7 separate regions of the Mus musculus genome follow, and all the other regions are linked to region 5. The links are chromatin contacts, called in public Hi-C, HiCAR-type, HiChIP or PLAC-seq and promoter capture Hi-C maps. All regions are on one chromosome and are shown on one strand. The core of a region is the stretch at or near the end of the contact, and the rest is flanking DNA. Distances in the headings are between cores, read along the strand shown.

Region 1 (3,002 bases), core at 203-2,702, 1.1 Mb after region 5:
GCAGGGGTTTTTTTTTTGGGGGGGGGGCAAAAGAAGATGCTAATTTCACCCTCTGGCTTCTAGGCCCCTGTGCAAACACATGTGCACATGCAAACACACAGAGATCTCTTTCACACACACAAACATACAAAGATCATACACACACATACACACAGAATCTAACAGCCACATGACAGAGTTTTTATGAAGAAGCACAGAAGCACACATCAAGAATGGTGTTGAGTATATAAAATAAGACTAACCGTCAAATGAATCCACTTATATGTCTTGTTCTATGGAACATCCCAGCTCTAACACTGTAACTCAGCCCTGTAATCCCAGCACACGCATGCTGAGGCATGAAGTCACAGGTGCCAGGCCAGCCTGGGATACACAGCAAGTTGAAGATCAACCTGGACTATACAGCTAGACCCTGGCTCAATCAGTTGATCAATCAATCAGTCAATCATTCAGTTAGTCAGCGAAATAAATAAACTGTCTCTTTTTCTATTCTACTTGGGCAACCTGTAAAACTATTGGAAATATTTACTACTATACAAAATCAGTTAGATGTAAAACACAGACATCTCACGGATTGTCATATACTGTAGGGTTTTTTTCTTAAGCCAGCAAACACCCATAAACAAAGACATCTTAAATTGTTCGTGCTGATATATGGGTGTAAGTACAAGTCCCTGTCTTCGCAGGCTAGTCCTGAGTTTTCCTATTAGGCAGTGACCGTGAGAGGAAGTGCAGCAAACATGGCCGGGAATGTCTCACAGAAGCGTGGGCACTTCGTGCTCCCTGCAGATCTCATTCATGGTGTGTGCTGTATTTCTAACAGTAGTTTCCAGTCTTCTGTTGGGATGAAAACTCAACTGCACAAAGTAAACTATATTTTACAAGTAGCACTGCTTCCAGCTGTAACTTTCTTGGGTATGTGTACCTTCCTCCTTCCTTTTCTGTCACCAGTGATCGCTCAGATAAAAGAAAACATTAATGTGGATTAAGGTACTGAGAATTTATCAACATCAAACCACTGGTGTTTTGCCTTCTACCCTTCTGAACCATAGTCAATAGATCTAAATATTTTACTGCACCCTGGCCAATTCATTGTTTGATGTTTAAAAACTCACCCAGAATCAAAGAAAATTTATTAAATTTGAGCCCCCAAATGAGATACTATTAGCTTTGAAAGTCAGGTTTAACTGTGGTATTGATGATTCTCTTTTTTCTGTGACAAAATGCACTAGGGGATTCCTGGATGTCAAAGTACAAAAGCAGATTGCTAATGTGGGCATGGAGGGGGGACAGTTCCATGTAGGTGCAACTCACGACAGTGCCAGCACAGGGACATCTTTAACTCAAGGGGCACTGAGTACCAGCCTGCCCCCAGGAGGCCTGGCATACAGTGAGCAGAGGGCCACATCCCACATTCGCTAATAAAGCCTTTGAGTGTTTGAAACTTGAGCACTTTCAGGCCCGCAGGCAGTTTGTCCTTTAGAGCCTCGGCCCCACTAATCCTGACGCTGTGCAAGCACTCTGCTAGCGTGCTTCGCTTGACTTGCACGTGAAATACTTATAATTCGTTAAAAGTTGAAAGTTTCCGGTGCCACCGAGATACAGTGGCCCGGGACAAATCACAGACACTGCATCGCAAGTAGCTCCCCTACAATTCTGGAAGATTCCCCCACTTTTAAACTATACTGAAACTTGGAAAGGTCTCTAAAAATGTTCTTCAAATGGCTATAGAAAGTTTTTAGAAAAAAATCTTGAAAAAGGATTGTGTAGGATTTCTTTTATCTTGATGGATAAAGAGAGTAAAACCATCAAGCTGAGAGTATATGAATAACTAGCACCAGCATGAGCAAAAGAAATAGCAATGCTGAAAAGAAGCTGCCGTGAGGGGTAGCAAGGGAGAGAGGACACAAGGGTAGGGGGATGTTGGCTGAGAAAGGTGCTGCTGAGGCTGGGTGAGCCTGTGGGTGAGCCTGTGGGTGATGGAGGGGATTGACTCACAGAGCAGCCAGAGAGGAGTCTCACCTGCTGCTGGCTCTGCTCCCTAAGGGAACAAAAAGACTCAGCACCAAGTGACTAAGAGGCCTTTTCAATGCAGATAATGTGGAATTTCCATAGAAACGTGCCCACTGGTCACAAAGTTACTCTCTTCCAGAAAGAGAATCTAAAGCACATTTCTAACTACCAAATTTTTTGAAATAAAATTAGAAAAATAGAACTATTTTTTTCTAGAAGGCATTCACTTTTTAAAGTCCCTGTTTTAATATAAATTGGGATATAAAAATCAGTCACAGGTCCATGGATTAAATAATAATCTCAAATTGGGCAGTGGTGGTGCATGCCTTTCATCCTAGAACCTGGGAGCCAAAGGTGGGAGATTACTGAGTTCTGGGGTAGGCTGGTCCAGAATAACCAGGGATACACAGAGGAACCATGTCTCAAAAAACAAACAAACAACAAAAAAAGACAGACACACACAGAAACCATGTCTCAAAAAACAAACAAACAAATGACAAAAAAAGACAGACAGACAGACACAGACACACACACAGAGAAACCATGTCTCAAAAAACAAACAACAAAAAAGACAGACAGACAGACACACACAGAGAAACCATGTCTCAAAAAACAAACAAACAACAAAAAAAGACAGACAGACACAAACACACACATACATACATAGTCACAGACAGACACACAGAAACCATGTCTCAAAAAACAAACAACAAAAGACAGACAGACAGACACACATACATACATGGTCACATAGATAGATACATAGATAGACAGACAGACAGATAGATATAATCTCAAAAGCCAGTCTTGAATTCTATCTACTTCATTGATTGTGCTACGATAACAACTATATCCCTTTTCCCTCTTACTAAAGGCATATAAGATCTTTTACATACTTCAAATTGCTTAGTGATTCATTTTTAGTTAATTAATTTAATTATTTATTTTAATTAACACTCAGTGAATGTTTTGCATTTTATATATTACAT
Region 2 (3,011 bases), core at 46-2,545, 1.1 Mb after region 5:
CACACACACACACACACACCTCTATTAGAACTAATTCAGTCATGTTTTAGAATACGTTATGTTTCTAAATAGAATATGTTGTGTCAACAACAAAATCAGATGCCATGTCAAAAATTGAGAATTAAAGTGAATTCAAGAACAAATTCCATTTATAATGGCATCACAAAAAATAAAATACTTAGAAATAAATTTAATATGACATGAAGCTGTATGTAGAAATTTAAATTAGTGTTGGAAGAAATGAAAATTTTTGAAAACACAATTTTTACTCTTGAATAGTTTTCATATTCTTTTGAAAAGAAGTTGGCCTAAGCTATATGGGTTGAGTTTTGGACCAGCAGTTGTAGCCAACAATTGTGATATGCTCAGTAGCATTATGCTGACCTATTGCTATTTGCCTTAGGTTTTTATTAAATATATATATTTCATATTTTGATGGAAAAAATTTTTAGAACTTTTTCCTTTTCTTCTTTTATATATTACATCCCAAATGCAGTTTCCTCTCCCCTCAGCCTCTCTTTTCCCCCCACTCCCTCCAGATCTAGCCCTGCCTTCACCACACCTCAGAAAAGAGCAGGCCTTCCAGGGATATCAACCAAATTGTGTTTTCAAAAACTGATACAGGGATACCAGGAGATTACTGGCTTCTAGCACTCCATTCTACTGGCATGCACACCACTCCAGCACTTTGGAGGTGAGGACAGAAAAATCAGGAGTACCAGGCCAGCCTTAGGTATATGTGAGATTAAGTCCAGCCTGGACTACATCAAGTTCTGTCTTTTACAAAAAATGAAAAGGTAATTAAGCTAATGAAAGAGAAAAATTCAGTAGGTATTTCATAATCAGAAGAAAAGGTGTACAGCATGATTGACCACAACTGAAATGCAAACCAAAGCCACAGTGAGATACCATTTCATGCCCGGTAGAATGAACTTTTTATTATTGGATATAACCAGTGTTGGCAAGAACGTGACGATTGGAATCCTGATACACACTGGTGGAGCTGCCTAATGGGAAAAGCTCTGTGGAGAAGAGTCTGATGAATCTGCCAAACGTTAGACATAGAAGACAACACAGCCTTGGCTAAATGGTGCCAGGCTACAGGGAGAGGTGGTAGAGTCTGCTTTCACTTTGTTCTGACACATCACTCTAACCCAAAGCAATTTAGGGAGGGAATGGTTTATTGGTTTTTCATTTCAAGCCATGGCCGGCAGGTCTTCTTGTTCCATGCAGTATTACCTCTAACCCAGGAAGTACAGCAGGAACCATGGAAGAATGCTGCTTCCTGGCTTGTGGCTTGTGCTTAGCTAGCACTTATACAGCCCAAGACCACCCGTTCTGGAACAATGCTGCCTGTGGTTAGCTGAGCCCTCCTGTGTCAATTACCAATTAAGATGAGGCACCACAGGCATGACCAGAAGGCAAACTAGTCTGGAAACCATTCATCTGAGCCTCCTTCCTCTGGTTACCGTGGGTAAGTTGAGAAGTAAAACTTAAGACAGGCAGTGTGCTAGCTAAGCTTTTTTCATCCACTTGACACAAAATAGAGCCATCTGAGAGTAGGGAACCTCGACTGAGAGACTACCTACGTTGTTAGTCAATGACTGGAGTGGGAGAGCCCCGTTAGCTGTAGGAAGTGAACAAGCCAAGGAGAAGAAACAAGTAAGAGTGTTCCTCCATGGCCTCTGCTTCAGTTCCTGTCGGGCCTCCATAACAGACTGGCCAGAATGTGAAAGCCCAGCCCCTTTCCCTGCAAATTGTTGTTGGACGTGGTGTTCTATTACAGCAAGGGAAACCTAACTATTAATGGCAGAGAGCATGGAAAGGAAAGAAACACAGCAGGTAAAAACCCAGAAAGACTGAGTTGTAGATTAATAAAAGAAAAAAAAAAACACACACACACACACACACACCATAATTTGGAGCCATAAGCAAACAGCTGGGAAGGAAGGGAATTCCTATAGCTGGGCTACAAGAAAAAGAAAAACAAAGTCCTAGGAAGACCCACAGATGCACCAGCTAGCACTACCCAAAAAGAAAGCTTAAGGTGGGGATATGAATACTACAGGCAGCCAGAGAAGGGGTCCTGCACTTCCTAGCTGCTCACTGCAGCAGTGGACAGAAACTAGTTTAGGAATTTTACAATGAAACCTTGCACTTGGGAAGAGCAATAGATCATGCCTTTTAGTTTCTCATGGCCTCTCTCCTTTCACTGGTTGGGAGAGCCATCACCCCAGAAGTTTTACTCTAGCTTGTCAGTATTTGATGTCTTAGTGAAAGCAATAAGGCAAGAGAAAGAAATAAAAGGATACAGAAACAGGAAACGTACTTGCTGACAATATGATCCTAGATGTTAAAAACCCCAAAGACCCCACAGAAAACGCATACACTTCATAAACACATTTATCAAACTAACAGGTCATAAAATCAACAATTAAAAAAAAAAGTTTTCCTACAAACAAACCAAAAAAATGAAAACAAGGTTAGAAAGAAATCAGGAAACTAGCTCCACTCACAATGACCTTGCAGGGGGCATGGGAGAGAGTTACTGGAAATGAGACCAAGCAAGACATCAAATACATCTTCCATTTTTTAAGACATCTGTCTTAGAGGGACTAGCCAACCAATGACTGGCCCAAATTGAGACTCATCTCACAGGCAAGAACCAATCCCTAACACTATTAGTGACACACTATTATACTTGCAGACAGGAGCCTAGCATAACTGTCCTCTGAATGGCACCACCCAACAGCTGACTGAGACAGATGCTGAGACCCAAAGCCAAACATTAGATGGAGCTTGGGGAGTCTTGTGGAAGAGTTGGGGGAGGATTGAGGGACCTGAGAGGACAGGGACTCCACAGGAAAGCCAACAGAGTCAACTAACCTGGACCCTTGGGAGCTCCCAGAGATTGAACCATCAACCAAAGAGTGGGCATGGTCTAGACCTAGCCCCAGCAACACCAGACATATGCAGCAGATGTGCAGTTTTGTCTTCATGCAGTTTCCCCG
Region 3 (2,840 bases), core at 241-2,740, 2.0 Mb before region 5:
ATCAGATTGCGGTGGCACAGGCCTATGATAATCTCAGCACTTGAGAGGTGAAAGCTCCAGGATCAGGAGTCATCCCCCAGCAACACCGTGGAGTTTGACATCAGCCTGGGCTGCAAGGTGAAAGCCTGCCTTCAGATACCTCAGTATCACATGCAAGCTCCTCCAACCCCTCTCTCACTTGTGTGCATGTTTGATTCAGGCTCTCACTGTGTATTTCTGCCTACCCTGGAATTTACTATATAGTCCAAGCTGGCAAGAACTTGTGACAGCCGTCCTGCCTGTTTCCATAGTGCCAGGGTTAGAAGCAGGCATCACCAATGGCAGGTCTAACAATCCAAAATTTAAAAATAGGTCACAGGGTCTGGAGAGACATCTCAGTGGTTAAGACTAGTAGCTGGGCTTCCAGAGGACCAGCATTCAATTCCCAGAACCTTCATGGCAGCTGACAACCATCTGTAACTCCAATTCAAAGGGATCAGACCCCTTCTGATGTCTGAGGGCAGAGGCAGGCAGCCATACTTCCAAGGATATTGTATAAAGCAACAAAAATGTTCAACAAGAAAATCAACACACAAAATGTGATCGCGCGCGCGCGCACGCGCGCGCACACACACACACACACACGCGCCTTTAAAAGGAAGAAAAATATAAACTTGAAGACTGCACTCAGTGAAGCCAGCCAGTTATAAAAAGACAACTTCCATTTGATTCCATCACATGATGGACTTACTCAAAATTTTAGAGACAGAAATTGGTGACAGTGGTGAGCAGATGGGTATGATGTACATAGAGACTTTCAGAACAGCCAGGGTTTTATACAAAGACAGTCTCAGAAAAACAAAAGACGAGTTTGAACAGAACTGTGTGTGACTGCAGTAAACAAGCATGGAAATGGTGTTAATTTGTGTTTTGAAAAAAGAGCTGACAACGACGGTGCCGCTCAGTGATGAGCCCCGAGGCTCAATTTCCAATCTGAGTTGTCACCCCCAGCCCAGCCACAAAAGGGACAATTTTGGCAGAAGAAGAGCGAAAGCAGAGAGGCTCAAGACTCTGAGGCATACGATAGATGTCTGTGCTGGGTAAACGTGACTGCTTAGCCTCTGCGGTCCGGCGACTACAGGAGCCACTCAATCGCTGGGATCAGGACAAGATCCCGGATTGGAAATCTTCTGTACGGATGAGGGACCTGACAGCCAGGGCGACAATTCCGGTCGTGCTTTCCCATTTTAGGTACTACTAGAAACCAGGGTCGCAAACGGAGATTCGGCTCCTCAGTAGACCAGTCTGGAAGCGGCTAACCCCGGTGATAAACGACAGACCCCGTCACCAGGAAGGTCCAGGAAGCTAAAATGACAGCTCGCTGCAAACCGGCCTCTCCATAGTCTAGTTAATCTACGCCCGGAAGTAACGCCCCTCTAAAGTCACTTCCGCCGGCTGTTCTCGCGAGAACTTAGAGCGCTATGTGCCCTGGGTTAAGCGGAAGTCGGGCCTCTTTTTCGTGACGCCTCCCAGGCGCTCGGCTGTGTCAAGATGAAGGTAGGCGTCCCCGGCCAGGGCCGAGTGAGGCCGCCCGAGCCCGAGCGTGCGGCACGGCCTCGGTCCCAGGCTCGCATAAGTCCCGCACTAAGTGGAGAAGGATCCGAGGCGGGAGGGAACTCGTTTTGGCGGCCCTGGGACGCTCTGGGAGAGCGGATGGCGGGCGATTGCAGCGCCGCCGCGGTGGACGTAGCGCCATAGCGGCGCCCGGCTCCGGGCCCGGCACGCGCGGTCCCGAAGCCCCGCTCGCGGCTGGCAGCCTTGCGGCTCTCGAGCCCTCGCCACTCTGCTAGCGGAGGTCTTGAGGGTCGCCCGGCGTCCTCAGCATCCCACAGAGCTCCTGTAAAATGTCCCGTGGATGCGGCGCTTTGCCGGGCGTGGGATCCGAGCCTCGGACGCCCTGCGTTGTCGGCCCGGCTTGGGTCCCTAAGGTTCTCTCTTGTCCCCCTTTAAAACTGTAGCTGAACATCTCCTTCCCCGCCACCGGCTGTCAGAAGCTCATCGAGGTGGATGACGAGCGCAAGCTCCGCACCTTCTATGAGAAGCGCATGGCCACGGAAGTAGCCGCTGATGCTCTTGGTGAAGAGTGGAAGGTAAGGTTGTTACCGGCATCCATGTCCCAGCTTGGCGAGCGCAAGGGCTGTTTTGGGTTAAGTTTCATTAATAGAACCAAGTTTGGGGAAATGGGCCGAAAGGACATGCTTCTTTCTTGCTTGCCGTACGGAATTCAGGGTCTTAAAAAAAGCCTTTCATGTTCATGCTAGTAAAACCGGGGTAGTCAGGGTAAGTCAAAAGGAGAGAGATGGCTAGTTTACCTTAGTTGGAAACGGAGACAAAACGTGAGTGGTTGAAATTGGTCTCAGTTATTCTCCCTAGTCGGGTGTTGAACCTAAGAGGTTAAGAACCTGCACTTAGTAGGTTGGAACTGAACTAGTAAAATGTTGTTATTTTATGTTCAACGCAGGGTTATGTGGTCCGGATCAGCGGTGGGAATGACAAGCAAGGTTTTCCCATGAAGCAAGGTGTTCTGACCCATGGCAGAGTGCGCCTGCTGTTGAGTAAGGGGCATTCCTGTTACAGGCCAAGGAGAACTGGAGAGAGGAAGCGCAAGTCTGTTCGTGGATGCATTGTGGACGCTAATCTCAGTGTTCTCAACTTGGTCATTGTAAAGAAAGGTGAGGCTTTTGTTGAAGCTTGCTTGCTTGTTTATTGAGAGAGATCTGCCTCCTAGGTAGTGGGCATTGGCCCAAGAAGTTGTTTCCCAAGTGATAAACATTTAATGTCTCTATTTTGATTGTTTCTTT
Region 4 (2,980 bases), core at 115-2,614, 1.1 Mb after region 5:
ACAAAAAAATTGAGTAAGATACCTACATAGGAAGAAATATACTTATCCTTCAAAACACTTTTATTCTTATACTTGCTTAAAGAAAAAATGTCATATTACCAAGAAAAGTCAAAACCAATAAAGATATGCATAATTTTAATCAGAACAATCTATCATACCCAGTGTTACTTAATAAGACACCTTTTCAAAGTGAATCCCAAGACACCAGAAAGGTTTAGCAGAGCTATATTGAAATAATCATTTTTATTGTGAGGAAAATAAATCTATACTGCATACAATCTATATGGCACATTTTCCACCAAATCCATTATTTTCAACTAGAATTCCAAAGAACTAAATGATGGACTGAAGACCCCAACCTTCACTGCCCTTTATCTTAGTGGGGGCATCGTTCTCATCTGTGTCAGGCAAACACTGAGAATAAAGGGATAACCAAAAGAATGAGCCGCGTTCAGCTTCTATCAAAGGATGCCCTAAGCCAAAGTTCTGCAAAAACGAAGACAGCTATTTCTTCGCAATTTCTCCGAGAACACAGAACCATAAGAACAAACGCAAGAAATTTGAAACTTCAAACCAGCCTAACATGGAAGGATACACCTTGAATTCCTCTTGCATAAAAGCAGCTTCAAAAGAGAAGGAGGAAGCCCTTTTGTTCTAGGTAAAAGATCATAACTGCAGGGCTAGAGAATGTGCCAGGCTCTATACACAGCCGCTTCATGCTGAAAGGGGGGAAATTAGCTGGGGGGTTTTTAGACACGGAAAGCTATAAAACTTTTATTCAGATTTAAATGCACTTGTCCCTTAAATGACAATGTGACCTTGTCGTGCCTGATGTTTTCTCTCTGTTGCATCTCCTGAATTTTTTTTCAGAAAGAATATCTAGTCATATCTTTAGGGTATGGGTTGTATGCAAATGGTCAGTAGCTCTGGCCTAGACTCTGTCATCTTGGGCATATTGTATACCCTCTCTTTTTCCTTTGTAAGTTTTATAAATTTCTTTTACAAGTTTTATAAATTTACTTTATAAGTTTGACATGAAGATTAACTCAAATGATAGATGAACTAAAGACAGATGTAGAGCATGCCTCCAAAAAAATCTGGTAGTTTGAAGATGTTCTGGGTTGTTATTGGATACTTACAAGACGACTGATTTCAACTCTGTCTTGAATCAGGAGTCCAACACTTTCTTTCAAAACACACATATTACCTATATGCTCATCCACTTCTACCAAACACTACCTATGTATGAACTCCTACTACAACTTGAACAAATGCTGAGTTAGCTCGCTCATCATTCACTGAAAAGGATTTTCAAGGAAAAGTTCTCATGAGATGATTATGAGACTTAATGCCTTTTGTACTTCCTGTCATGCTTCTGCCTTCAGTGCACTGCTTTCTTTTAATTACTGACTTTTTTCAACTGTTGTTCTGTGATATTGTCATTCATGTCACATAAGAGTAAGTTTTCATGTCCAATAGTGAAAGAAATTGGAATGACCTCAAATACATAGCTATTCACGGTATCTGCATCAATTGTATTGAAAAGGCCAGAGCACCAGAGCCATCAAATAATTACAACCTCTAGCTCCCCTGCAGGTGGAAACAGACAGGTCTAATCAGCCTTCTCACCATGGAAAAATACTTAGGCGATATTAAAATATTAAAAAACCATTTAATGAGGTCCGTTTCCTTCCAAAAGTAAACTGAGTTTGGGTCTGAACACGCTTCAGGCAAGGGACGCTTCCACCATAACATTTTAAAAACTAGCCATTATTTCCCATGCTGAAAAAAAAAATTGCAATTTTATTTCCTAACAGCAAATGAAACTGTCAGGAAAATTTAGGTGTAATAAAGTTGGGTGGTTAAACCAACATGCTAGAATTAAAATAAAACTGAATTAAAGGAGTTAAAAGTAATTCTTGTGTCAGTTGCCCCTCAAAAATACTACTCAGGACTTACTGGTTTGAACAAATGGAGTTTCCTTGTTCTTGATAGAGTCATTAATGGTGATACAAATGAAATTGTGTGTTGAACAATACGTTGATTAAAATGTACTGCTTTTGGCAACTTTTCCACCTAAATAAAAAGTTGTCAGGCAGGGTGAGTTTAGTGGCACAGAGTTTTAAAATGGTGGATTCAGTCCAAGGTTAGCTAATAGCAGCTGACATGCCCTGGAATCTTGCGGCCTAAATCAACATTGTTTTCACAGCTGTAATTAAGCCACCTAATCAGAAGCACATTTTGACGGGACAGTTTCTGGAAGCCAGACATTACAATTTCTTATGCCTGGAGCGCAGTGGTTCAGGAGAGGTCCGTATTTAATTTTGAGTTTAAAAAAAAAAAAGGGGTGGAGGGCAGTAAAATACGAAAGACCACTGAGATGAAGCAGGTCTGTGTGCTCCTGCCTTGACCAGCCTCGCAGCCCGCCCCCAACTCTCCGCTGAGTCCCCCCCCCCACTCTTAAGTGGCAGCTGTACACAGTGAGATGAAGGGCCATTGCCAAGATCAACAGATGAGCTGGTCTGAACTGGCTCTCTGTGTGTTCTGATTGTAAATTGTGCTGGTGATGATTAGAGAACTCCAGCACAGGATGTCGACTCTTAAGCTCGTCCAGAGAAAATCATTCTTTTTTTTTTTTTTAAAGTTCAGGAAAAATTTTTTAACTTTTTTGTGGCTTGGTGCATAGTGTTGTGTCTATTACTTTCACATGATTCAAGTGAATTCACCCAAATTAAGCAGCTCTGTTATTAAAAGAGAGTGTGGCTTGGCTCAGGGCAGGGACCTTCATCTTGGTGTGTCTATACCACAGTGCTGTGGAGAATGTTCTTGCAGTGGTGGCAGCCATGTGAATCTGCCACCTGCCAACAGATCATACTACTAAGAGGAAGACAATTCAGGATGCCAGAGTCACATACCATTAAGTGGCTGTGCTGGTAACATTAACGCAAATAAATTGCCAGCTTGTTTTCTACAGCGCTAT
Region 5 (2,905 bases), core at 15-2,514:
GTAATTAACTGAATGAATTCTCAACATTTTTATTTCCTAACCCTATATGTGGTTAGAGCCAAATCTAAGGAGATGGTGGTGAGAAGGCAAAACCAATAAACTAACTAAATAAATAAATAAATAAATACTCTGCACTGAAGGACAGGCAAGCTCACCATCCCCAAACCCTCAAACTAATCTGGGAAGTAATGTGAGATGACTGCTCTAACAACTGCTTTCCTCTGGCACACTCACATGAAAGTACTTCACTATGGGATCACTGGAAGTTAATAAATGAATACGTAGCATCCTAAGGTTGTAGTCCCGTTCCCAGGGCTTTCTAAAAACTGTGGTTGTGTTTGGAACTTAAGTTTAACAAGGTAAGAACAAGGGTTAAGTGTGGGTCTGAAGTTTAAAAACGGGCAATTTCCATCAGTGGATTTTATTTTTCTGACACGGTCCTGTTTATTTCAATTCACGAATGCACTCCACTCGTGGGCACTGGGTATCACTAGACAGCACCAGGAACTTGGGCTTTGAGGAAGGAGCCTCTGGAGAGCATCCTATTAAAATCGAAACCCGGGTCTGCAGCGGGACAGAGCCTGCAGCCCAGACAGTGGGCAGAGGCAGGGCGTGGAGCCTGGAGGGCGCGTCCCGGGAGGGTTCACTAGGTGCCCCGGGCCGCGAGCATGAGCTCGGGCGGCGGTGATGGGCGGCGCTGCCCCCGGCCGGGGCCGTGGACAGGAAGGCCGGCGGCCAGTCCTGATACCTGACACAGGGCCAGCTCCTCCTTTAGGCTGCTCAGCTCTTCCTCCAGCAGCTGCGATCGCGTCGCCTTCGCCTCCTCCGAGGAGAGGCCCTCTGGCCACCAGGAACCCGCGGGCGCGCTGGCGACAGGAGCGACAGCGGCCCCGGCCCGCCCCGACCCTCGCCGTCCCCCTGACCCTTCTTCGCCCCTCCAAAGTAAGTCGCTTTTATCCGCGACGACCTCCCTCGCGGCGCCCGCCAGACCCGAGGCCTCGCTGCGCACAGCGTGCACTTCGGCTCCGCGCCCGACGCGCAGGGACCGCCGGCTGGACCGCCGCACCGGGGGCGGAGGCGGCGAGGAAGACGGCGAGCGCGCCGCCATGGCCGCGGCGCCTAACGGGTCAAGTTCCCGCTTGAAAACTCCACCTTCCCTTCCCCATCCTGGGGAGCCTGGCCTGCCGTCCTACGCATGCGCGGAGCTTTTCCCGCCTGGTCCGGCGATCGCGGTTCCTAGTGGGCTTGCCGCGGGCCCAGCTCCGAGCGCGGGCGGCTGAGCTGATCTGCGCATGCGCGCCGGGCCGGCGGAGGCTCGACCAGCAAGTTCATTGCTGGCGCCTCCACTGTCCCGAGTCCGAAGTGCCTGACTTTCCCGCCCTCCTAACGCCCTAGCTCCGCCGAGGGCCTACTTTACATCCCTCGTCTTAAAGCCTTCCTGACAAGCCCCCAGCCCCCAGTGATCCAGAACTGTGAATTCTTTCCTCCTCCAAGGCTTCTGCCAACTCGTTTTTCACGTTTCATTGACCGCCCTCAAGTGTTAGTTACCCCGCTAATCTCTCCAACGCTGTTGTAAGCTCCTTGAGGATCAGGGAATAGGTTTTAGAGTTAAGTGTTTTCTTCACACCCCTTGGCAACGCTGCCTTACGTGCGGCTGACATCTAACCGACTGAAGTCAAGGAGACGCGGAAAGCCTTGTGCTGAGCTGGGACTATCGAGCAGGCTTCCCACTTGAATTATGATCCTTCCTACACCCTTTGTCTTTTGTTTTGCAAGAGTCATGGTTTCCTTTGAGTCTTTATGTCAATTTCTTTATCCCTTGGCTGGATATCAGAGCAACTTTGTCCTACAAGGCCCAACGGCTTGGTGTCCTTGGACCGAACTAAAGTCAGCAATGGAGTCTGATGAAAGAAATGAGACTGACTCACTTTTTTAGTCTCTGGTCTTTTCTCACTTGCTTTGCTATAAACTTCAAAAACACAATAACCTTTCTTTGCCCTTAAGACACTTCCTCCAGAGTGCTAAACTTAGTGAACGCGCGCACGCTGAGCTGAGTTTCACAGAAAGATAGAATTACTTTTTTGTTGTTGCTGGTTTGTTGGGGGGGGGGTGTTTGTTTGTTTGTTTGTTTTGTTTTCTAGGAAAAGTTTACAGAATTCTTGGAAGAGATTTGAAGTAGGGATTGAGAGTCCCACCGTGAAGTTACCATTTTCAAACCATTTTTGCCTGTACTGAGTCGGCATGCCCGAAGACTGCCTCTGGTCATCCTTCCAACACTGCAAAGTGTATTAGAGAATTACATGTTTCCAGTGCATGTAGGGCTCGGGGCCATGATGGCTCAGCCCATGCAGTGCTTGCCGTGAAATCATGAATTCAATCCCTCAGAGCCCACGTGTGTTTTCCAAAGCCGGCTGCCATGATGTTGGCAGACCTGTAATCCCAGAATTTAGGAGACAGAGGCCAGATCCTGTGACTTGCTGGTCAGCTACTCTAGCCAAATCTGCAAGCTCCAAGATCATTAAGAGTCTCTGTCTCAAAAACTGAGATGGGGAATGATTGAAGGAGACGCAGGACCTCAGGTCTCCACACACATAGGTACCCATAGAAATAAAAAAGGAAAAGTACATATAAACTTGTCCTACAAAGAACTATCGTGTTGAACATCTAACATTTGCTGAGTCCAATAATAGTTTTCAAATTAAATTCACTTATATCGAATTAGATGTCATCCGCATTGTACTAGAAACTGAGACTTCAGAGGTCATTGTAAATTTCATGACACTCCATGTCTGATACTATATTAGAGAAGCTAGAGTTTAAATCCATTTAATTCAAAAAACAATGCCTTTCATCTCAACAGTAATTTGAAACAAAGCATTGCATTCCAAGAATATATGGTATTTTA
Region 6 (2,868 bases), core at 59-2,558, 1.2 Mb after region 5:
TAAATCTCTTTACCTTTAATATAAGGACATATACTCTCCATATGACATTCTAAATACTAATACTGATAAAAATAAAAAATCCGAACAATAAGACCTAAATTTCTACTAAACTCTGCTATCAAACAGTCCATTAGAAACTCAGGTTCAACGAATACTGGGAAACTCAAATTTTGCAACTCTATAGCCAAAACTAACACAGAAAATAAAATCAACTATTTTCCTGAGCCTTAGCCAACTGTGGTCTCAACCCATTAAGCAGCTAGGATGTACTACAAACAATGGCTCCACCCAGAAAAGAAACTGCCACTCCCAGCACACGTGCTTGCGTGACATGTGCTCAATACTCATCTAAGGCAGGACAGTCAGTCGCTAAGCGCTTTAGTCTGTAATATCATAATCTCATCAGGGAGACCAAGGCTTCCTTTAACACTTGATCAACAAAAAACGTAAAAAAAAATTTTTTTTGAATGCTCAAAAATACTTTGAAAATGGAAGCTTTATTTTCTGGTATCTCTAAAATAATCCCTTCATAATATATTTGTCTCTTAGCAAAGGGGAAAAAGTTACCATGAACTGCAATACCTTTGTATTTTTAATGTGAGTCTCAATCTTTTGTTTGGTGGAATCGAGTTCGTTGGATGTCTTTTCCTTGGCATCATTTATGTTGTTTAGCTGATGAAAGAAAAATAGCTTTTTGACATTTCTTCAAGAAGGAGTGACCCAAAAGCTAATGTCCAAATGCTTGCTATGCGATTACTTAGGCATAACTATTTCAACAGTGGTTGAGTCTACAACACTTCTGTTCTGGTTAAAGGCTGTGCAGTTTCTGTCACATGCTCACCTGGCTGCAAAGAGAGCATTCAGCCTTAAAACGCCAGGGATGTTCCTACTCTGCCCGCTATCTAGATAAAAGAATTGCGTTCTTACTGTAAACATAGCTTTATTCTTAAAATCCTACTGGACCGAATGCCAGAAGCTGTGGCAACTATAAGGGAAGACGCGAGAACAGTTAGGGGGAACAGTGCGGGGGAGGGGGGCTGCTGCTTTACATCAAGAGGGTATTCACTGGTCCCTCACTCCGCATGACAGCTTCGGGGTCAGTCACAGGCAGTCCTACTGGGAAGGCTGTGGCAGGTCATCAGTTGGTCCCGCTCCGCCTGTGATTTATTTTCTTTGACAGTTCATTCTTCTTTCTGTCAGGCTGCTCTTCTTGCTTTCTTTGCGGCCACCCCCTTGGTCTCCCCACTGCTGTCTCTGGCACTGGTTCACAACAAAGCACATTACTAAGCCAAAGCCTGCTGAGTCGACTTTTCAACTGTGCTGAGGATCATGTGACATTCATCCTCCCAAATAACAATTCGCTGTGGGTCCTGCTCCTAGTTACTCCGCAGCGGCCAGGCCTAGGCCTCAGAAGAACTTCAAAACTACTAACAATCCAGGTTCTCTCGTCTCTCCAGGAAGACTTACAAATGTCTGTTCTTCAAAGAATTTAGTTATTTTAATGCTCACTTTTCTCTTGTGAACAATTACAGAAGGTGTTTTAGAAAACAGACTAATTCTTTTTTGCCCCCCCCCCCTGCATACCTAAAATAAAATAAGCCTCTGCCAATGGAGTACACAAGTGAATCTGCAGGTTTTGAGTTACATAAAGCAAAGAGATTAACTCTAAGCTATGGGGCTTGTCGATGGCTATACAAAGATCTGTTGTTTTGCTAACTAATGTAGTTACTACCTATGCTAATTTGACAAGAAGTATCTAGACAAACTCTTCAATTTTTAAAGCATAAATTCATAAAATATTTTAATACCCAAGAAAATTACTGACTCACATATTAAACAATACAAATGAGATGACAACCAGAAGCCTGAGCTTTTTAATCTGCAAATTAACAGCTTTCAGTCTACATCAAACAGATATTTGTTTTTAAAAACTTCTAACAACACTAAACTCCCTTTGGAGCACGAAAATTAATTTCCGTTTTTTATTAAGATTTCTGTGGTTTAGAAACTGTTAAACTCTTAATGAAACCTAAATTCTTCAACCACCCACAGATCATAAACATGCTGACATTTAAATGGAGAACGTTTCACTTAAATTCTCTGCACAGATAAGTTACTCAGGCCAAGTGACAGGAACCTTTCATTGTGTGTCTACAGAATTACAAAATGGGAGTGAGACACTACTTTAGGCCACACTTGAAGAAAGAACAGTGACAAGGGTTTATTATTTCTGTATCTGTGAAGCTGTCAATTCAACATCCCCAATCTTTTTGACCTTTGTAACAAGCAAGGGCTGCATACTGGTACTGCCTGAAGGCCGTGTGTGGAGCCAAACAGTCCACGTGTTACCTCATTAGATGCATCTTCCAGCTTGTTCTGGTAATCTGTCAAGGTCCGCCTCAAAGTCTCAAGGACGACGGAGAAGCTGGGAGGCTTATCTTTGTCCTTGTGGACGCCTGGAGAAAAGCATGGGATGAAAACACACCCTTAAAGTCACACAGGCTCAGAAGCTAAGCAAACAGTAACAGAGACATTACAATTAGTAAGAAAGCCAGAAAGACATGAAACATGAACAGAAATGTATTCTCTAGGCACATGGCTGTACAGTCAAGTGCTGATACTGTTTCTAAATAAATGACCCAATTAAAACTCATAATATAGTAAGTTCAAATGTGTTTCTACCCTATCAAGACACTTAACTTCCCCCACCTAGGCAGCGGCAGGGATGTATGTACCTATAAGCTAACAATTAAATCATCTCTGGTAGCATTGCTTAGAGGAATTACGTATATTTACTGTCTCTGTTTATGATCAGTCAGGCATTTTACAGTAAGCTATTTTGCTTAAACAATAACTTCTGAATCAAGA
Region 7 (3,057 bases), core at 111-2,610, 1.4 Mb after region 5:
TTCCCTAACACTAAATCCACTTTTTTTTTTTTTTTTTTTTTGTCTATGCAGCTTTGCATTCATTAGTCGTGACACCTGTGTGGGACTATCAGCAGTTACACGGTTCATTTGGCAAGGGGGCACTTCAGAGCTGAGTGCAGCTCAAATAGCAGAACACTTTTGTGCCCATGATTCTTGTTCAGTCTCAACCACCTTTCATCCCATCTCTGAAAAAAGAAGAGAGGTGAAGGAGATGTGTGATTCTGTCCATAAAACACGCCTAAGACAAAGAAACTCAAACAAACAAAAAGTAAACGGAGCCTGAAAGACTAAGCCCACTCTGCTTATTTGACATAAAGAACCTAAGGTCCAGGCGACAGGTGATTTGCCTGTCACAGCTAATAAATGGCTGAGCCAGGATTTACACACAAGCTCCAAGCTAAAACAGCCGCCTTCACTTTCCCTAGAATCCCGCTGCACTGCCTGCATTCCTCTGCCTTTAACTGGAAAGGATTGCATTTCCGGCTCTATCACAGTTTGGTCGTTACTAAGCACTGATAAATACAAATAACAAAACGGTAGTTTCATTTCTCCAATACTAGGAAAAGTATAAAACATCAACGTGCAAAATCTTAGAAGCTGTTTGATATCGTCTCTAAGTTATGTATTTGATTAATATGAATATCGTAAATGATTAAAAAGTCAAAGGGGGGGGGGTGTGTGCTTGTACGCAAAATTCAGCTTTAAACTCACAGCTGACTTTTCTAAGTCCCAAGGTGGGTGGTAGGCAGAAGTTGCATAACTCATTGTTTTGCTTATCAAACGTTTGTAGGGTGCCTAAAGTGTGGTAGGCATTTAAATAAAATGAAGGTAAAACACGAAAAAAAAAAAAGTGATCCTTGGGTACTGATCCCAAAGAGCTCCGAGGACTCTAGTCCCCACCGGTCCTCGGAGTACAGCGAAGATGCTCGGCTTCCTCAAGGTGGGCGGAGAGCCCTGGCCATTGAGCTGGAGGCTGGAGGCTGGAGGCTGAGCTGGAGGCGTGTCAGCACCAGCTAGCAGCCCTCAGCCGGGTCCTCTCTGCAAGCCCAGTCTCCTCTCAGCACCTCCCGGTCCCGGGCGCCAGTCACCATTGCACCCACAGCCCGCAGTTACCTCGGACTCGCGTGGTCCAGCCTGCACACCCACGACCCCCAGGCAGCTTCAGGTCTCGGGGTGAGTGGGAGGTCAGGCAACTCTCAGGAGAAAGAGTGACAACTGGGGAAAGCCGATGGACTCTAGGGCCAGGATGGAGAAAGTCTACGAGGTGAAGTTTACAACGGCCACTTCCGGGGGCCCGGAACACGCGACGAGGCTCTGGGCAGCCGCGACTTTCTCCGCCTCCCTGGCCCCGCCCCGGCAGGCCCGCCCCTCGCCTCCGCGTCCCCAGCGTCCCGCCCGCCGCCCGAGCCCCAGCTCCAGGATACGCGCGTACTCAGAGAACGCGGGCTCGCGCTGGAAGAGAAGCGCCGGCCCGCAACCGCGCGCGCTCCCGCGGCAGGCGGGGTATATTGCGCATGCGCCAGGGGTGGGGTACGCGTGCGCAAAGCACACGGGTGGCTCGGGGCCGCGTTCCACCCCATGCGCGCTCCAGCGCCGGCATGCTGTGCCTTCTCCTTGTTTCAGAACTCCCGCAACCGAGTGGCGTGCACATTTCCAGCCTCGGAAAAGGGCAGCAGCCTGTTCCTGCTCTGTAAACGTCTTCTTAGCTGGCTCTCGGCCCGAGAAACCCGCTAGGACCGCGGCCGATGCCAGGGTCCCCAGGGAGAGTGCCTGGGCTTCGGCACAGGTGGCAGACTCTCAGCGCCCTCCTCCTGCAGTCTCCTCCTCCCATCGATTTCTTTTGTATTTTGGCTTGGGTGGATAGAATGTAGGTCGGTGCTCTGATGCTGCTGAGCGTCTTTGATTACAAATAATGCAGAACCGGATTCATTGGCAAATAAGGCCTTGGAGCCTCGCCTTGAGCTCCATCTCTGCTAGATTTCAGCCCCTCCCCCTCCTCGCCCACAATTTATAAAGAGCTTTGGTTCGCCCTGTAGCCGCTTCAGAGGATTGGAAAAGCAAATCCTCTTTTGTTCCTTGGCTTTTGAAAGCCTATTCCCTAAAGAACAATGCGAAATGGCAGGATTTTGATGAAAGGTTTTTATCCCTGCCGCCACTACCTTCTTTCCACAAGTGTTCATACAAAATGAGCCTTTTATGCTAAACTTGTCCGGGGTTGGTTGTAATCAGCCTGAACCAGGTGTTGGGGTTCTCGCCTGCTCTCGCTCTGGAAAGTTAACAGTCCTAAGAGCAAATAGATTAAAACTTTGGTTCTTGCACTGCTGAGAAACTTTAATTGGTTTGAGGTCAGTTGTTTGGTTTTTAAAAGGTTTTCCTTGCTTCTTAAGGCTTTAGCCAGAAGAGATAACTGCTTCGAAAACAAACTGAAGGAAACAAAAGTAGCCCTCTCTACTTAGGAATCAAATGGAGAATTACAATAAATAAGATTACATTCACCACCACCATGGGTTTCTCTGTGTGGCCTGACAGTCCTGGAAGATGAGAGTTTTTTTTTAAATTGTATACGGCTTAGTTTTGTTATTTGAAAGATTTTTGTTTGGAGGGAAGTGATTTTGTTGTTGTTTTGCTTTCTTGGTTTTGTCTGGGTGGGGTTTTTTAATTCCCTATGTAGCCCAATCAGGCCCCAAATTCTGGATCCCCTGCCATAGCCTCCGGAACACTGGGGTTACAAATCATGGGCCACACACACACATCAGCTCATCGTGTTTTAGGAACATCACAGAAGGGAGTGTTACATTGCAAACATAACTGATCTATTACATTGTACACTTTTTAAAGAAAAGCTGCTTGACATGAATCCTTACAAAGTTCATTTACTCTGTCTTTAGCATGCGTAGAGTACAGCACATGTGCCCAGCATGGAGCTAGGTAATAAAAATACCAGCTATAAAGTACAAATGCCACAGGGATCAGAGAAAAGATCTGCTCGTCAACCTTGAGTACAGGGAAGCGATTTGTGGAGCATGTAAAGTCTAG

The links. Promoter capture Hi-C pulls out the DNA fragments that hold promoters and counts their contacts. Hi-C and Micro-C count contacts between places; a contact is called where the count stands out from the background. HiCAR-type assays count read pairs that join an accessible place to other places. HiChIP or PLAC-seq counts read pairs in DNA pulled down with a chosen protein or histone mark.
Region 1: an H3K4me3 HiChIP or PLAC-seq map of embryonic limb bud shows a contact between it and region 5, with 7 times the contacts expected there. The contact joins the enhancer-like site here to the promoter of Cntln in region 5. A contact is called at or near these places in 6 of 39 promoter capture datasets (the 3T3-L1 cell line, cranial neural crest, frontonasal cranial neural crest and 3 more), 4 of 484 Hi-C or Micro-C datasets (the C2C12 cell line, cerebellum, cortical neurons and 1 more), 8 of 115 datasets of contacts at active chromatin or transcription factors (the NIH/3T3 cell line, astrocytes, embryonic limb bud and 3 more) and 3 of 9 other capture datasets (embryonic stem cells, embryonic tail and embryonic trunk).
Region 2: a promoter capture Hi-C map of stem cell-derived epiblast-like cells shows a contact between it and region 5, with 6 times the contacts expected there. The contact joins the enhancer-like site here to the promoter of Cntln in region 5. A contact is called at or near these places in 4 of 39 promoter capture datasets (cranial neural crest, embryonic stem cells, maxillary cranial neural crest and 1 more), 1 of 15 datasets of contacts at CTCF or cohesin (the NIH/3T3 cell line) and 3 of 115 datasets of contacts at active chromatin or transcription factors (embryonic stem cells, forebrain and neural tube).
Region 3: a HiCAR-type map of astrocytes shows a contact between it and region 5, with 4 times the contacts expected there. The contact joins the promoter of Rps6 here to the promoter of Cntln in region 5. A contact is called at or near these places in 2 of 115 datasets of contacts at active chromatin or transcription factors (astrocytes and large pre-B cells).
Region 4: a HiCAR-type map of fibro-adipogenic progenitors shows a contact between it and region 5, with 4 times the contacts expected there. The contact joins the enhancer-like site here to the promoter of Cntln in region 5. A contact is called at or near these places in 6 of 39 promoter capture datasets (cranial neural crest, embryonic stem cells, liver and 2 more) and 5 of 115 datasets of contacts at active chromatin or transcription factors (the NIH/3T3 cell line, embryonic forebrain, embryonic stem cells and 2 more).
Region 6: a Hi-C map of uterus shows a contact between it and region 5, with 4 times the contacts expected there. The contact joins the enhancer-like site here to the promoter of Cntln in region 5. A contact is called at or near these places in 3 of 39 promoter capture datasets (cranial neural crest, hippocampal neurons and second pharyngeal arch cranial neural crest), 1 of 484 Hi-C or Micro-C datasets (uterus), 1 of 115 datasets of contacts at active chromatin or transcription factors (astrocytes) and 1 of 9 other capture datasets (embryonic stem cells).
Region 7: a HiCAR-type map of astrocytes shows a contact between it and region 5, with 2.6 times the contacts expected there. The contact joins the promoter of Ccdc171 here to the promoter of Cntln in region 5. A contact is called at or near these places in 2 of 115 datasets of contacts at active chromatin or transcription factors (astrocytes and large pre-B cells).

The regions. Positions count from the first base shown.
Region 1 is chr4:83,790,466-83,793,467 of GRCm38.p6, reverse strand. The region is part of intron 23 of Ccdc171 (coiled-coil domain containing 171); the gene reads right to left. Among named protein-coding and RNA genes, the nearest start is that of Gm42309, 50 kb to the left of the region's middle. Within about 2 kb of position 1,452, at least 6 of the 459 cell types and tissues checked have an H3K27ac peak or open chromatin away from gene starts, as enhancers often do. A contact at or near this core is called in embryonic limb bud, where this site is marked.
Region 2 is chr4:83,767,870-83,770,880 of GRCm38.p6, reverse strand. The region is part of intron 23 of Ccdc171 (coiled-coil domain containing 171); the gene reads right to left. Among named protein-coding and RNA genes, the nearest start is that of Gm42309, 73 kb to the left of the region's middle. Within about 2 kb of position 1,295, at least 3 of the 459 cell types and tissues checked have an H3K27ac peak or open chromatin away from gene starts, as enhancers often do.
Region 3 is chr4:86,856,017-86,858,856 of GRCm38.p6, reverse strand. It overlaps Rps6 (ribosomal protein S6), which reads left to right and starts at 1,490. Exons shown (of 5, transcript NM_009096.3): 1 at 1,490-1,536; 2 at 1,998-2,129; 3 at 2,501-2,711. The coding sequence starts at 1,531.
Region 4 is chr4:83,830,930-83,833,909 of GRCm38.p6, reverse strand. The region is part of intron 25 of Ccdc171 (coiled-coil domain containing 171); the gene reads right to left. The region is part of intron 2 of Gm42309 (a long non-coding RNA gene); the gene reads left to right. Among named protein-coding and RNA genes, the nearest start is that of Gm42309, 9.6 kb to the left of the region's middle. Within about 2 kb of position 1,364, at least 55 of the 459 cell types and tissues checked have an H3K27ac peak or open chromatin away from gene starts, as enhancers often do. A contact at or near this core is called in fibro-adipogenic progenitors, where this site is marked.
Region 5 is chr4:84,882,668-84,885,572 of GRCm38.p6, reverse strand. It overlaps Cntln (centlein, centrosomal protein), which reads right to left and starts at 1,264. Exons shown (of 26, transcript NM_175275.4): 1 at 749-1,264. The coding sequence starts at 1,108.
Region 6 is chr4:83,655,116-83,657,983 of GRCm38.p6, reverse strand. Ccdc171 (coiled-coil domain containing 171) reads right to left here. Exons shown (of 26, transcript NM_001355378.1): 12 at 2,350-2,456; 13 at 583-672. Among named protein-coding and RNA genes, the nearest start is that of Gm25899, 130 kb to the right of the region's middle. Within about 2 kb of position 1,308, at least 65 of the 459 cell types and tissues checked have an H3K27ac peak or open chromatin away from gene starts, as enhancers often do. A contact at or near this core is called in uterus, where this site is marked.
Region 7 is chr4:83,523,848-83,526,904 of GRCm38.p6, reverse strand. Ccdc171 (coiled-coil domain containing 171) reads right to left here and starts at 1,360. Exons shown (of 26, transcript NM_001355378.1): 1 at 1,135-1,360.